Regions from separate parts of the Bombyx mori genome. Here region 1 is linked to region 2. A link is a contact called in public Hi-C data. All regions are on one chromosome and are shown on one strand. Each heading gives the region's core, a stretch centred on a gene start, on an enhancer-like site or on the middle of the called end of the contact. The rest is flanking DNA. Distances are from core to core; before and after follow the strand shown.

Region 1 (2,700 bases), core at 193-2,692, 33 kb after region 2:
CGAAAGAATAGATCTTCCACCGAGCTGGTGATATTGCTAGGTGGACCGACGGTCCGAATTTTGTTGTTCGGAACTTGTATATTATATATATGCGAACTTATCTTGAAAATGTCGTAAGCGAGATTCAGGCATCTGTCAAATATCTTGCGTTGTATGATGGCTACCCGCCACAAGTGTGACCATGAATTTTAATTGGTTAAGGACTTATTTATTACCTCTTTAAGACTTTTTGCGGGAACGCGACGTTTTATTTTTTCTATTTAGTGTTTCTTCAGGTTTAAATGTGTAATAACGGTGGTTTATTAACTGCTTAGTATCTGTGAAAGTGCATAAATGTGGCAAAATAAAACAAAGCCGCTGGACGTAACTTCTTGGGATCCTTCAAAAAGTCCACTGAAAAACGTCTCAGTAAATGACCTCCATTTTACTGAGATTATATTTCATCTCATAACATCTCATTTCAGTTCATTACATTCCGTTTTCATTTCATTTCGATTTCATGCTATGTTTCATATTAATCAACTTCATTTCATTTCATAATATTATTATCATTTTTCATACAAGAAAGTTTTCATTAAAATTAAAATAAGACTTGACCTAAAGGTCTTAGTTACCAGGTCATGAAATCCCTTAAAAATTACCTCTTTAAATCTAGGAATTTCTTGATCTCGTGTCTATCGTATGGTGGTATTAGCACAGTTGGGCTATGAGTCAACTTTAGTCAATTAAATATATAGAAAGTGCTTTAGACAAATAAATATCTGTTTAGGAAGCAAAGGTTTTATACCAAAGAAATATATTAAATCGTACATACAGTACATATAGATGATTCCCTCTATAGTTGCAAGGATCTTTCACATAAAACGTTCTAAATAGTATTTTCCTGTGTTAAGGACGAGACCAGAACAAACATAACAACAATGCATCCAGACGTCGAATCCTACAATTTACTCGAAGAAAAACTAAATTAACAAAATAAATACAATTGACAAAAGTTTGCTTCTCGCGTTCCCGCCAAAAAGTGACAGTGACAGATAATTTTTTTTTTTAGACCAACGATTCGATGTTCGTATTCAATTTGAGATGAGTCTCAATCATGAAACGTTTTTCTTATCGATATTATTTAATTACAGAGGTTTTATCGTTATCACGATACTCTGCAAGAGAGGACGATGCGAGTGAACCCTGCCCTCGCAGCCACCGATCAGAATTCGAGTCCGAACAAGAGGAGCATACCGTACGGAACGATCTTCGCGCAATCCTGGGTTCAGCTCTACAACATATTCGTTACCTTCTTTGTGACGCTCGCGATCTACCCCGGCTTGCATTCGGGTGGGTTAGAAAGAGACAAACTATATTTTTATGCTTAATTCGTTATCTGTGTGCCTATTCTAAGCTCTCGCAGTCTTTGTTGTATGGAGATGAAGTGTAATGCGATCACCCACACTGGTCAATGTCGCGAGCCTGCCCATACAATCATAGGGTTCGACTTAGAGAGTAGAACTGTGTTATAATAGACTTCCTAGATAATATAAAAATTTACTGTAAAAACTGAGACCTTAGAACTCATGCCTCGAGGTGGGTGCCGGCATTTACGTTGTAGATGTCTATGGGCTCCGGTTACCACTTAACACCGGGTAAGCCGTGAGCTCGTCTAGCCATCGAGCTCATCATCATATATATACAAAATTTATTACCTTATTTCGAAGGCATAACGTGAATTGCTCCGAAACTAAATCGTCTTGAATTAGAACTAACTCGCTTCATACCGAGGTGCGTCACTATCTGCTAGACCGATGGGACTGATATGCAATCACCATACACTCTACCGCCATCAATGAGATGTACAGTTATTTTCGATAAATTCCCAATAATTGTAGTGCAGAGAGTAATATATCATCAACATATCAGTAGTCACTTAAAGAAACGATCATTCCATTCATAACTAGTCCGTGACAGTCATGAAAATTTGTCAAGTTTAATGAATTCGAGTGATCAGCTAGTCAAAATGTTGTACAAGTGTGAATCATAAATCCACTGCGAATAGTTATATAATATTACTAGCTGTATCCGTCCGCTTCGCTGGGCATTTAAAATTAACATTATTATTTCTCACCCCCACAAAGATTCTCATCATTAATATAACCGCAACTGGTGTAGGGAGTACAACACGCATATAAATATTAACCTATCCATTAAGTACATGTATTTTCTTCATGGATACCAAGTTTCAAGTCAATCGGACGCATGGTTCAGTAGTTATAACGGAACATCCGTAAAAACTACTGTAGATTTAAGCCCACTGAGTATCTCGCCAGATTTTCTCAGTGGGTCGCGTTTCCGATCCGGTGGTAGATTCTGCGAAGCACTGCTCTTGCTAGGGTCAGTGTTAGCAACACTCCGGTTTGAGCCCCTTTTTTCCTACCTAAGTTGATAGCCTTGGGAGGCTATATCAGCGGAACCTTAACTAGTAGGTGAGCTCACGGGGCTCGAACCTGACGACGTTGCTAAAGCTAACCCTAGCAAGAGTCGTGCTTCGCAGAATCTACCACCGGATCGGAAACGCGACCCACTGAGAAGATCCGGCGAGATACTCAGTGGGTTGGTGAGCCCCGTGAGCTCACCTACACACGTTAGGGTGAAGCTGAAATAGCCTCTGAAGGCTATCAGCATAGGTAGGGAAAAAAAAGTAGATTTATA
Region 2 (2,700 bases), core at 115-2,614:
CGATTTTAGACAGTAAAAATTTATGATTCGATCTGGTTTTTTTTCGTCTAGAACGCATTATTATAAATTTATAAACAATTAATATCGACAAATGAATTGTAAAAAAAAATGTGAGCAGTCACGGGACGCCTGGCAGATGTGAAACATCGACATTATTTTGTAAAAGTAATATGCAGAAAAGATAAGATTGTGATAGTAACTAAATATGTCATAATGATAAAAGAAAATATTACGAAAAAATAATTTGTTTTGAAGTAAAACACAGGTTATGTGTACTGTAGTAAACAACACTATACACTACGGAGTATACACTATAGGTATCCGAGCTCAGTGAAGCGAGAAAGATGGCATAACGCCGGATCGAGTGGGAGAGAATCGCACAGTCGATTGCACATGGCGACGCGTCGCCACACCGTACACACTACTGCATATAGACTGTATATATATACCATCATGTAGCGTGGTGACGCGTCGCCACGGCATGCGTCGCCACGCCAGAAATCGGTTTTACGTGCGGCTATAGATGTTTCACATCCAAAAAATTAGGTGAATTGAATTCAATCAAACACAAAAATTATTACATAAATACATATTATATAATTAAAATAAGAAATAAATAAATTACAACCTCGATATTATATTTAACCTATCACGACAGATAAAGTAAAGGTCCTTGTTGTAACAGTACAACGGCTGTCCCACTCCTCAAACCGAAACGCATTATAGTTCACGACAGAAATAAGCAGGGTGGTGGTACTGCGCGGACTCACAAAATGTCCTACCACCAGTAACTACGCAAATTATATTTTTGCGGGCTTAATTTTCATTATACGATGTTATTCCTTTACGTGGAAGTCAGTTGTGAACGTTTATTAACTACGTCTTTCATTAGAAAAATTGGTACCGCCTGGGGATTCGAACACCGTTGCGTTGCCTCGTTTGATACAAATAAACCGGACGTCTCATCCTTTAAGCTACGACGACATCTATACTGGTATTGATGTTTTTGAAATTTGTATCGATTAAATCCTGATTAATCAAGTGTTGTGTGACGTAAATTATTAACTCGTATTTATCACGTAAATCAAAACTTGACTTACTTCAAAAAGATTTCTAAGAAATGTTTTCGATCTCGATCTTAATGTAAATCGGCATCCCTATCAGAATATCGGTTATTATTTTTAGTTAACATATTTATTAGAGTCAAATTAATATATTAAGATAAACCAATGAGTACTAATAAATAACACGGTTATTAGACTATTATATTTCTGTATACTCTGTAATCCTTATATAGTCTGTGAAACTAAAAAATACATTCACACAATCACACAATGAACATAGATAATAAACTTACTACAATGAAATGAATGATATAAATCACAAGTGTTAAGGAAACATTGAGACGCGCGCGTGTTGGACGTGCTTAACCCTTTAAAAATAAAAGTGTAGTTATTAATAGTAAAAAGTTTGTGTATAGTGAAAACTTAATAGATTTCTTGAAAAGTTTATTTAGGACACAGTAAAATTAGGACGGTAAGTGATAAGTAAATGGTAACCACGCGTTGAACGAAGCACGTTTCCGAAAATATATATAGTTAGTTTTCAATTCATAATCCTTTGTAATAAAAGCTTAACATACGATTCTTAAAAAGCTTACTCTTAGCTCTTTTGGACAATAATCATATTACTTACATAGTTATAATGTATAGTGTGCAAAAACCAATTTTTAACATTACAAATAGGTACCTACCTAATATTTGCAGTTAAAATGGTTTTTATTAAAACTATTTAATACAGTATGAATGTATGAAGTCCAGGAATGGAAATATCATTTCAATATTTTTCCATACAAAATGGAATCAATCCAATATTTAAACAAAGGTAAAAAAATAATTCTTGCCTAAATATTTTCATTATTTAACAATTACTATAAACTGACATTTAGAACTAATATCTCAAGGTGGGTGGTGGCATTTACGTTGTAGATGTCTATGGGCTCCAGTAACCACTTAACACCAGGTAGGCTGTGAGCTCGTCCACCCATCTAAGCAATAAATAAAAAAAAAAAAATGTTCATGTTGTAATTAACTTTTAAAATTAAAGTAGAGATCAAGATATCTGACAAAAAGACGTATCACACAGAAACCTTATACATACATGTCTCTGAATTTTATAGTTGGATCATCCTGTCTCTAGTTCGGTCTAGAGACTAAAGACTAGTACGGCTTGCCAAAAACTAACAAGCCATGATCCATATTTACTAAATATAGTACTTAATTATTTTTGATGTGTGATGATAAAAGATAATTAATATAAAAAAATTCAAGATGTGACTGGAATTCATTGAATTCATTTGAATAAGGAATTGTCACAGTGCTTTGGAAACACTAATGAGAGGAGTGCATTGCCTTGGTGGTATGGGTCAAGTCAAATGATAGTATCTGAAAGTATACCCAATAGCAGTAATTTCTCATATAAGGCTAGACCACAACATTGTAAAGCATGAATCTCTGTTTCGATTCACATCAGGACAGTGTTCTGCTTTGCTTTGTTGAGTACTCCCATTTTTCCGGAATCAAATTTGCATTTAGCTTACGGCTCAGGTTGTGAAAATATGAATTCAGACCGATTCAGTATATAAGAGAAATTGTTAGTCAGTTTTTCCCTCAGACTCATACCAAGGTGATGGCTGCTCAC

The links. Hi-C and Micro-C count contacts between places; a contact is called where the count stands out from the background.
Region 1: a Hi-C map of whole pupa shows a contact between it and region 2, with 2.6 times the contacts expected there. The contact joins the enhancer-like site here to the promoter of LOC101741989 in region 2. A contact is called at or near these places in 3 of 7 Hi-C or Micro-C datasets (midgut and whole pupa).

What each region holds. Positions count from the first base shown.
Region 1 is chr26:4,082,044-4,084,743 of ASM3026992v2, forward strand. LOC101741989 (equilibrative nucleoside transporter 2) reads left to right here. Exons shown (of 10, transcript XM_004933007.5): 7 at 1,134-1,332. Among protein-coding and RNA genes, the nearest start is that of Osi20, 19 kb to the right of the region's middle. Within about 2 kb of position 1,443, at least 1 of the 8 cell types and tissues checked has open chromatin away from gene starts, as enhancers often do.
Region 2 is chr26:4,048,815-4,051,514 of ASM3026992v2, forward strand. It overlaps LOC101741989 (equilibrative nucleoside transporter 2), which reads left to right and starts at 1,365. Exons shown (of 10, transcript XM_004933007.5): 1 at 1,365-1,536.